2 separate regions of the Mus musculus genome follow, and region 2 is linked to region 1. Evidence: chromatin contacts called from public HiChIP or PLAC-seq data. All regions are on one chromosome and are shown on one strand. Each heading gives the region's core, a stretch centred on a gene start, on an enhancer-like site or on the middle of the called end of the contact. The rest is flanking DNA. Distances are from core to core; before and after follow the strand shown. Region 1 overlaps Col19a1 (collagen, type XIX, alpha 1). Region 2 holds the start of Col19a1 (collagen, type XIX, alpha 1).

Region 1 (5,914 bases), core at 1,127-3,626:
TCTCTGGGAACCAAGTGTTCAGATACTTGGTGGGGCTTTTCTTATTTAAAACTACCATAGTTTGGTAGCAGAAATGATGGTGAGGGGTGGCAGTAGACACTAAGTTACAATGAGATGGGAGTAAGTCTTGGCTTTGGATTGTATAGAAGGGTAGTCACAGATAACAATAGTACATTGTACGTTTCATAAAGACAGAAAAAGATCTGGAAAGTGTCTCCTTAAGGAATTGATGACCATTTGAGGTGGTAGATATGTTTAATTTAACTTTAATATCATACAGTGCAAATATGTCTCAAAGTTATATGATACCCCATTACTATATAATAACTTTTATATATAATTAGAGTAAATTTAAAGATAGGAAGTGTGCTTGCAGTCCATTGAGAGGGTAGAAGTGTCAATAAGCAATAAAAAATGTTAAGAAAATGTCATATAAATAAACACTGAGCATGTCTCAAAAGGAGGGAGTAATAGGTAGAAAGTATTCTGATCTGTATTTCTGTCCTTTAGACTTTTTCAAGGTTCCAGACTTTAGCATCTCCTTCGGAAATCACCTGAACCTGAGTAGTGCACGGGATAGCTTATGTCAAAATGTACATCTTGTCTTTGCTGAAAGATCGATCTCATGAACATGGCTCCTTTTCACATGGACTTTTATATAAGCTCAGGTCTATAATAGCCGGGTCTTATAGGGAGAACAACAAAATGCAGGAAGGTGACTTTTAATCTCTATGTATGATTATTTCTGATAGTCTGATGTTTAGAAATAAAAATCCATCTTTAGGGATCTTAATAGAGAATACTAACTCTGTTCTATCACCTTCATATTCTTGTGTATTTTGTACTTTCTGAAGTCTTCTGTAGCATTAGGGCCTGTGGTTTTAAATTCATATCTGTTGTATTTAAACTTAAAACTCTTGCAATTACAAATAAGGGTGAGAGTGCTTTCTAACTACCATAGATGATCCTAGATGGTTGTGTTAGATAAAGAATAAGTAACAAGTAGCCTTGGTAAGTCCCTGAAACTCGTGTAATCAAAGTTTATTTCAGTCAACAGACTCTGAGCTCCTTATGGCTCAGCACTGAATGACACTAAGGCTTCCACTGGTAAGGGATCTGACCCTGTCTTTTCTTCCTGGAACCTGCTAGAGAGATACAGAATAGGAGGGAAAGCTACACGGTCCTAAACACTTCACAGCTCTGTCCATTTTCCTACAAATGTCATGATTTCATTTTCCTTTGCACCTGCACAAGTATCCAGTGCATTACATTTTCTTCATCTATTCAGCTACTGATAGAGAAGCGGGCTGGCTCCACGTCTTAGTTGTTACGAAGAGTATAGCAATAAAGATGGAAACGTTACATCACATGCAGCGTCCCAGACTGATAAGCCAAATACCACATATTTCCTCTCATATACACACATAACGTATAAATATATAATTATTAATCCACATATAGCTACGAAATTTAAAAGGGAACCACAAGAAAGGGGAAAGTAAAGGAGAAGAAAATAAAACAGAAGGTAAAATAAAACAGAAGGTACTATGACATGAAAAAGAAGACAATTGACTGGCGAGGAAGACTTGCAGGAGCCAGTCAGGAGGATGGGGGAGGGAAGGGGAGGGTGAGGATTGACAGGGACAAAGTGTGTATGAAAATGTTGCAATGAAACTCATAATTTCATATGGAAGAAAGGAAGAAATAGCAGCTAGAGATAGCAGAGTTGGGTGGTTTAGCTGTTAAAAACACTTAGTGCTCTTACAAACAATTGGGTTGGGTTCCCAGCACCCGCATCTGGTGGCTCACAACTTCCTGTAACTCCAGTTCCAGGAGGACCCAACACTTCTGGCCTCTTAAGATATTTGCCCTCAGATGCACATACAGACTCACGCAAATTAATAATTAAAAACAAATAAACAAACAACAGCAAATAGTAATAGTAAATAATAATAATAATAAAATACTACTACTACTACTAACAACAACAACAACGACAAGAAAAAAATTTTTCTTTCCCTTTGTACTGACCGAATCTGAAACCTCCTGTCTTTCACGGTGCAGCACAGTTCAGCTACAAAGCACACCCCCTCTGTCACTGAGGCTACATTTTAAGTATTTGGGGATTTTCATTCCTTCCCTCATATGGGCCTGTTTTCTAATCCACGTTTCCCTTCTTTTTTGCTCTTGGTTGGGTTCTCTCCAAGTACTCAGAAACAGCTAAATTCTGAGGCATGAAACTGTGCTCAGCTCTGACACAAGATTCTAATTCCTGGGCGGGTTTGAAGGATCACTTGGCAGCTCCATTAAGCTACGGAGAGTGACTGCATCCCCTGGGTTTTCCTTTGGACATTCTTTTGTTTTGAGATAGAAAGCTTCCTATGTAAGGGCCATGTGACTCTGCTAAAACCCTGTCCAGCTGTTTCATGAGACTGTTACACATGAATCTAAATGTCATCGCTGCACTTCCTTAATTATCATCTGGCATGCCAAGAATGTGAGGTGAGTCACTGCTCATACATTCTAAAATGAGAAGGAAAGTCTACTGGACTTCACGGCTACAGAATTGTCTAAGCAAGCTATTTTAGCAAAATTACTTAGTATTAGATCTGAAAGAGTTTAAAGGTAACCCTTGTAGAGGTTTTAAATAATGTATAGAAATATTTAATTACTAATAGTTAAAAGAAATTATCTCAGATTTTTAAGAGAAATTCAAGGAGTTTTTAATCAACAATAGGTTACTTAATATAAAAATGCTACTAAAATGTAAAAATGATGAAAAACCCTCCAAGTATGTTTGTTTGTTTCAGAGTTTTATATTTTGTTCCTCCAAATTTACTTTATAATTAGATAGATATAAATTAATGAACAGAAATTAAACAATTGATACATCTAACAATTTAGCAGAACCTGATCATATAATTTCAATATTTTTCAAGGTTATCCTTAAGTATTCCATCATGGGGCTCATAAAAAAAATCAAGCAACATATGAATACTTCAGTTGAATGTTATATCAACTATCTGTGACATAATTCCTCTATAATGCAATTTTGAAGAACCTTCAAGAAATTTTTGTATGTAAAAAACATGTTAGTCAAACTCTCAGCCCAGTATAAAGGAACATTTCTCATTTGTCAGGTGGAGAATTCTTTTGTTCTTCATTTTTAAGTTCAATATCACTGAGTTGATTTTGTTCAAAATCCCCTTGGGAACATAAGGAGGTATGAATACAGGCTACATTGATAAAACATTGCATCTTTTCTAGACTCTCTCTGCTTCTAATACTTCAGAAGTGTAGGCATTGAAGAGCATTCTTGCATTAATTGCAAGAAAAAGTAAAGGAGAGGGTCCTTTGAGGTCGCAACTATGAATGCGGTCCTGTGGTTATACAAATCCTGCTTTATGGTTTATGGGTGGAAAAAACATGAAGCACATTCAGTTTCTTGTCAGTCACATAGCAGGGTTTAGGGAAGCTATATATTCTCATTATCAAACTTAAGTTAACTGGGTAGTCTTCATTCAGATTTCAGACACTATATTATTTTGTAAGGCTGATTTGCATGAGTAATTAGCCATAAAGGTATAGATATAGATTGGTGGTTCCCTTGACTGTGAATCCAGAGATGAATAATCTTATTCCTTCAGAAACTTCTAAAATTGTGTATCTATTTGTGAGTGTTAGCAGACAAAACATTTAGAAACTTTAAATATTTTTATTTCACATATTGTAAATGACGACACAACAAAGAGATTTATCTACATAATATTAATATATGTTTAACATATTGGTAAGGTAAGAAGTCTTCACTATCTCCTTCAAAGAGTACAGTCTTAAAAGTCAAACAAAACATCAAACAAAAGGAAAGCAAATGCAAGTGAGATGGTGCAGGATCCTTTGCAAGCGTGCCTCTTTCGAGATTCAAGTGCAGATCAGCTTTTGAAAGGAAAGAGATTGTGCTCCTGCTTCTCACAGAAATGGTGTTTTTTTCCTCCAGTTGGTACAATGCAGATGAGAATACTAGCATGTACGGCACAACACTCCCTGTACAACAGTCAGGGTGTTCTCTTAGCGGAAGGAAAGGAAGCGAATTGAAAACCAGCTTTGGGTCTCTGAATAGACAGTTAGTGCTTTAACTGTTCAGAGGAAAACAGAAGCCCTGTGTGGGAAGGATATGACTTTGGGGTGGGAGAAACAGAAAAGAGTGGGAAGAGAAGACAGGAAGGGAAAGGATGGGAGTGAGAGAAGATGATAGGCTGGTGCCACAGGTTCTGTTGACTGACATTGAATCCTGGGAAGAGGGAATCTCAGCTGAGGAAAAACTGCAGTCAGAAGGCCAGGGGACATGTCTGTGGGCATTCTAACTCCCCGCCTCCCCAAGTTTATAGGGATGTGGCAGGGATCCAGTACCTCTGATTCTACTGGGCACTGAGGCAGCATTATGTATCCACATAACATCACAGAGTTCTTAGTAAATATAGTTCTACTGACTCCTGGTTCTTCACGGGGCTCCAAAGTTAGACATAAATATAAGCAGTTCTCTCTATTGCTCTCATGTTGGCTTGCTCCTTTACACACACACACACACAAACACACACACACACACACACACACACACACACACACACACAGAGAGAGAGAGAGAGAGAGAGAGAGAGAGAGAGAGAGCATATAAAACCATCTTTGCTCAGGAAGGCTACAGAGAAAAGCACTTTACAATATTAGGTCATTATAAAGTTCAGCTTTGATGCCAGTGGGGGGGAAAATGAAATTGCAACAAAGTATTGCATTCGACTCTCAAACGGTCATGCGTAGTCTCTGTGGGTTGTAAGACAAAGAAAGGCACGTCCATGCTTTCAAGTTATTTCAGTCTCCAAAGACAGAGAAGCCAACGATTAGCCATTATGGAATGCAATGTCTTCTGTATGTGGCACACATGCTGAGAGAGCAGATGACACTACCTGGAAACAGTTTCACAGAGGATTCAAAAGGCTGAGGTGTGAGTGTGCCAGGCGGGCTGGGGGACGACAGTGTGTTCAACAGCGCGTGCAAAGGCTGTCAAAGGGAGGATCACTGTGATTTTAAAGGTCAAGGCGGTTGACTAACTCCCGTGTAGTTAGTGAACACGGGTACAAGGATATCTAGATAGGCAAGGCAAGGCAGAATTAATTTGGAGGCCATCTGTACTGATCTGAAGAGTTTGTTTGAACTTCATTCATCTAAAATGCTAAAGGCATTAAAAAAAAAAAAAAAAAAAAGCAGTAGCAACCAACCTTAGGGGGTGGGGTGGGGGAAGAAGGAACTGCGTGAAGGCCATTGAGAAATCACAGCTTTCAGTTAGGTGTGAGACTTCCTAAATGGATCCGGAAGCAGGAGCTGGGCACCCAGATCCCAGAAGGACATTTCAGATTTCCAGGGACGTCTTGTGAGGACTCAGCTTTATTCAGGACGCTTTGAATTTCCTTGCGTGAGGGACACCTGGCAACACTCGCTTGCAATGGATCTCTGTTTCTAAGAAGCAACTTGCTTAACTCGCCATTAGGTTTTGGTTTTGCTCTGAAGCTGAGGCCGAGGCATTTGTAGGAGGGCCTGTGCTCAACAGGAAGCCATTTGCAACACCACAATGAACAAATGCTTACCCGAACAGGCGAGGAATTATTAGAGCATCACCCAAACTTTGTTTTCCCATTAACAAGCTATGTGTCTGAATCCTCTTAGCAAACACGGAAAAGGCTAAGATTTCAGACTCTCTGTGGCTCTGAAACCAAACATTATCCCCAGGCCCGAGGGAAAGGCATTTAGACAGACGCTCCAGCCCCGCTCGCCAAATTGCTTGTAAGTAGACAGGTGATGTTGAATGTCAGCTGGGAACGAAATGACTTACTATAAACTCCAGGCATCTCTCACTTCGCTC
Region 2 (5,117 bases), core at 1,174-3,673, 34 kb before region 1:
ATTAGAGTCTTCCAGGAAAGGAAGCAAAGAGAGAGGCGAGCCTTAGAATATCAATTTCTGTGGGATGAGAACTTTTCAGAAACAGTGGCAAAACAGACCTTAAAATTAGTAGATTTCCCTAGCCGGCTTTGAACTAATTTAGGACTAATACGAATAAGGACAGCACACTGTAATACTGGCCCAGAAAAGATATAATGAAAGTGCATTTGAGCAATGGCAAGTCAGGTTTGGTAATTACAGTCAACAGTAAGGTCTTTTCAACACTGTGGATGCATTGAGCCATTTCCACGGGGCATGCATGAGAGTCATGTATGGCTGTGCCCTGAAAACTCAATAAAGAATGAACACTCTTATGGTTTGGTAACTAAGAAATTAGCTGGGGGCAATGCTGAAATTCTTTCTTCTTGGGGAAAAAAAGCGGGGGTGGGGGCGTGGGGAGAACTATGAAGGACAAAAGTAAAAGAAGCAGCAAAGCTGAGAGCCCAGAAAAGAGCAGAAACTGAAGAGAGTGGGAAGCGAAGTTTAAAAGAGACACAGTAACTCTCAACTACTTTCCCCTCAGAAGTAGCTTCAGAATCCAGGGGATCATTTATAGTTGTATTTGATGTAGATAAATAAAAGGTGCGTGGTTTCATGGTCTTGCTACCTGAAGTCACTTTAAAATTCAACAAAAAGTATTTGATAAAACCTCAAACCTATGGGCATAATAGGTTGGGATCATAAAAGCAGTCTAGGTTCAAATCGTTTCTGGAAAAAAAGGAAGAAAGGAAAGGAAAAAAGAAGGACAGATGGATGGATAGATGGAAGGAAGGAAAGGAGAAAGGAAGGAAGGAAGGAAGGAAGGAAGGGGGCTGTCTTCACAGGCGTGTTTAGAACACAGAGCATAGCTGATAACAGTTTTAAACCTGATTCATTCCTTTCTCAAGGTATCCAAAAATTTGTCTCTTCAGTGTTATAAGTAGCAAAGGAGAATTGTGACAAAGAAACAAAAATGTGCTTAGCTACTTCATGAGCAATTTAAAGGTTGAGAAATTATTGAAACAGTGGAGTAAAATTCATCGGCTTGACCTACAGTTTCAAAGTTTATTTTTAAAGAGTATTAATCTGATGCAAATAGCTAAATTGAATAGTCTGGACAATAAATCCTGGGCATAAAATGCATATATAAAAATATAACTGACAAACGAGGAAACAAATTCAATTAGGATACTTGAGCAAATGGAAAGGTTCACCAGATGCCTAGGGAAGGCTTAGGAATCCTGTCTTTAAATGGGCAACTGAGCCGCTGGACTCACGTGATGCCTTTTCCTTTGGCCTCTTTCCACAGTCAACCAAAAATTCGTGAAGGAAAGCACATGAGGAGGGAGACACATTGTATGGCTTGAAATTCTGACAGAAACGTGGTTCATGGCAGTTTGTGAATTCTCACACTTCAGTGTTCTGTTTTCTTTGGGAATAGGCAGGTTACAAACCCACTGGTTGATGCTGTAATGGTCTTCCTCCAAAGAGGTGAAAATGAGCTATTTAAAAATTTGTTCTGAGCATTTTAAAATCTTTGCCACTGTGGTCTTGTCGTCTTTGGACTGGGAATCTCACTAAGTGAGACTTATGTCTTTGAGGTAACACTCTAAGGTAATGATTTCCATTCTTATGGATTAATAATACATATTTTCTCTCCAACTGCGGCAACACACAACTAAAAGAAGTTAAGCATTGTTTAACCTGTGGGTTAATCTTACAAATTCTAGTGTTTTTAAAAAAATCACACACTATATGTATATAAATATATGTGTATGTTTACTATGAATGAATATAAATCTGAATATAGACACATAATACTATATATATGTATGTATATACTTACTGTAGGTGTATATGTACTGCTATACCCACCCCCTCCACATATTGAAAGAGATCTCGAAGACTTACAAGACAGATATTTATAACACCAGACTATTGAAGCATAATATATTTAACAGTCACAACATACCTTTATGGATGTAGACACAAACCTACATAGAGAACGATGATTAGAATGCAAGCTGACTTGATTAACTTTAGATAAACTCAAGAAATAGAAGTGCAAAATAAAACATACACGATACCCTTTTTTATTTTTAGCTCGACTGTTAAAAAGCCAATTATCTACCTGTGAATGTATACCACGCACTGCACCGCACCGTACTTTGAGGACACTTCATAGTCAGAAGTGAGAAAGCGTCTGCCCCCAACTGTCATTGCCGCTATGAAATTGCTATTAAAACAGAAACCTGAAAGACTTAGTACCCAGCTCTGTGTGATCAAGGAAAACCTGGGCATGAGTTGGCTGAGGACTGTCTTGCTGAGTCCTCCGTGCTCACCGAGTGGGAGGGTCACACTGAAGGGACGAATAAGGGCAGAGATGCGTCCCGCTTCCACTCGCTGGGAGCTGGAGCGGGCCACTCCGCGGCGGTGCGGCAGCCCTGTCCGGACTCCACCGCGCCTCCCAGGGGCTCTGACACCAACCCAAGGTAAGCTGCGCAGCTCTGCCACATTTTGCTTGATGTTGCCTTCACAAGCCCGGTCTCTGCCATATGCTGTATTTCTGGTCATTTGCCTGCATCTGCTTTTAAAGAAAATGTCACAACCGTACTGCACAAGTGCACATATTTCGAGGGGAAAATCTGCCCACCTGCATTCCCACGCGGAGACGAGGGGACCGAGTGCATTTGGCCAGATCAGGCCACTTTGACACGCTGCCTATAATGTGGCTCGTGTTTGTGCGTCCAGGTCACGCGGGCTCGCGCGTTCCACTTTAGTTCTCGGTGGATTTTCTGGTTGGGTTTGGGAAGCAGAAGTGTATGCGATGCTGATGCGGATGGAAGGCACGCGAGCTATGGAAGAAGGGGTAAACGAACAGAGCAAGCTACGAATGCTGTGGGGCTGTGGTCTCTAGGGTTGGATGCTGTAACCGGGAGAGGTGAAAGCCAGGACGCAAAGCTCGGACGCTCGTGTACCCGGTGGAGTTACCCACTTCGACCCGCGCGGGGGTCCCAAGCCCGGCTTAGGCTGTCGCGGAGGAGGATCCGGGTCTGGTCCCGGAGTACCTGGCCCTGTGTCTCCTTCAACACGCAGAGTGCGCAGCGCGTCCAGCCGGAGCGCAGCCGCTGTCCCCGCTGTCCTCGCAGCCGCGGCCGCCGCGGGGACGTCAGGGTCCCGGCGCAAAGGGCCGGCGCCTCGCCTCCGCCCGCGGCCCTCGGCTCTGCGGGAATCCGGCCGGCGCCGCAGCCACCGCCGCCTGGAGGAGGGAGGCGGCGCGCATGGTCCTGGAGAAGTTTGTTGGCCCGGAACCAAGCGCGCCACTGCACAAGCCAGCTCCTTTGAAGCAGGCGGGAGATGAAGCTTAACCTTACCCCAGCTAGGTCGTGGAGGGCTCTGGAACTAGTTGAGTGGGTGGGCAGGTTACCCACGTGGGCCCCGTGCCATGGGGGACAGAGGGGAACGCATGGTGGGTCTCGGAGGACAATGGACTCGGCAATGGAGAGAATGGGACCCAGATGCTGAAAATATATACTTTTAATAGAACCATCCAGGAATTGCGACAGTGGGTGATGTGAGATCTAGAGTGAGTGAGCTGGGAGATGGAAGGGTAACAGAAATAAATTGTGCAGCCTCCACCCACCCCATCACCAATTCAGACTACTTACTTCCAACCTCTCCTTGGAGAGGAGGTCTGAGGAGCAAAAGGGATGAGAGAGTACTAGAGGCGCTTTAGAAGAATATACATCTGCCCACCCCCACTCCCACTAATCAGAGCTAAGGAAAGCAACACTCCTGTACAAATCAAGGACTACAGTTGTTCTTTAAGGGAGGAAGAAGCCTGGCCGAGAAGGGTGGCCTTTAGGTTCTCCTGAGTAGGTGAGCAAAGCCCGTTGGGCTCTTTCTAAGTAGAAAGCTCTTCACCAGGCGCCTGCAAAGGAGGTACCGGGATATCGCCGTGTTTTCATGGTGCAAATTGTAAGTTCTCAGGCCTGAGATGAATGGATGGGATTTTCTGATAGGGATAATTCTTCAGGGTGGAAAGAGGTAGCCGCTAGGAATAGGAAACTCATTCTCTGGAGGGTTTGACCAGAATGATTTCCCTAAGTGTTAAGAAAACTAAGTAAGGTGTCCCAGAAAAAAAAAAAAAAGTTCCAACAGTAGAATAGGACAGGAGAGCCGCTGCATATGGACAGGTACAGAATAGCCAAAGGAAGGGAAGGAAGCCACGTGCAATTATATTTGCATCTGAATTTTTGTTATCTCCAAGTTCTTTCCAAACAGACGAAAGCCCATAGTGCTCATCAGAAATGAAACCTTTCCATCTATTTTTCTGGTCCTGCATTTTAATCTCCCTTGCTGAAATTTCTGTTCATTTTCTGAGGCAGCAGAAACAGGCTGCGTCCTGAATGGCTCTAGAGACAGAAGGAAATATGGATAGAAACTATAGGAATGGGACTACGTGGAGGTTCAAACGAAGGATGAGCAACAAGCAGGGATAAAAGGTCGTGGAGCTGTAGATAACCTACTATGCAGCCCGGAAGTAAAACGGTGTCGTGGAAGACCGAGTGAAGGGGATGCGTTGAGTTACTCCAGGCAGGCCTTCTTGAGAACTTGTGCCTCAAAGAGGCAGAGGATAAGCAGGTTTAACAGAGGAGAGCACGAAGGGAAGACAGAAGGAGAGGCACGTGACAGCTTAAAGGTGTCGAGGGATGAGCGATGCGGGGTAAGACTGAAAGCACAAGTTAGGTGAAGTCTAAGATGAAGAGAGCTGATGATACCTGCAGAGAAGAGACTGAGAGGGGAGGGTGAGAAGCAGAGGGTGCTGTATGCTGTTGTATGGACCAATAGTAAGACAACCAGGTGAGGAAGCCATATACTGAATCTAAGGGCAAGATGGTGAGAATAGGCATATTCTATTCACCCTGTAGAATGTGAACGGAAAACACCTCTTAAGAATGTTCTATCAGAAAGCCAAGAGCCATTCAGATAAAAAATACACTGAAAAAGACGGGTGAATTGGGAAAATATACAAAGCTATCAATATGAAATTCTAAATGGCATTGTATCTTAGGCCGGGATTTGCCTATGGAAAACAG

What was found. HiChIP or PLAC-seq counts read pairs in DNA pulled down with a chosen protein or histone mark.
Region 2: a CTCF HiChIP or PLAC-seq map of the NIH/3T3 cell line shows a contact between it and region 1, with 29 read pairs. The contact joins the promoter of Col19a1 here to the enhancer-like site in region 1. A contact is called at or near these places in 1 of 39 promoter capture datasets (liver), 1 of 15 datasets of contacts at CTCF or cohesin (the NIH/3T3 cell line), 4 of 484 Hi-C or Micro-C datasets (cerebral cortex, muscle stem cells, myocytes and 1 more), 2 of 115 datasets of contacts at active chromatin or transcription factors (CD8 T cells and neural progenitor cells) and 3 of 9 other capture datasets (adipose tissue, liver and pancreatic islet).

Annotation. Positions count from the first base shown.
Region 1 is chr1:24,550,158-24,556,071 of GRCm38.p6, reverse strand. The region is part of intron 4 of Col19a1 (collagen, type XIX, alpha 1); the gene reads left to right. Among named protein-coding and RNA genes, the nearest start is that of Gm26418, 4.1 kb to the right of the region's middle. Within about 2 kb of position 2,376, at least 47 of the 459 cell types and tissues checked have an H3K27ac peak or open chromatin away from gene starts, as enhancers often do. A contact at or near this core is called in the NIH/3T3 cell line, muscle stem cells, myocytes and 1 more, where this site is marked.
Region 2 is chr1:24,584,743-24,589,859 of GRCm38.p6, reverse strand. Col19a1 (collagen, type XIX, alpha 1) reads left to right here and starts at 2,423. Exons shown (of 51, transcript NM_007733.2): 1 at 2,423-2,510.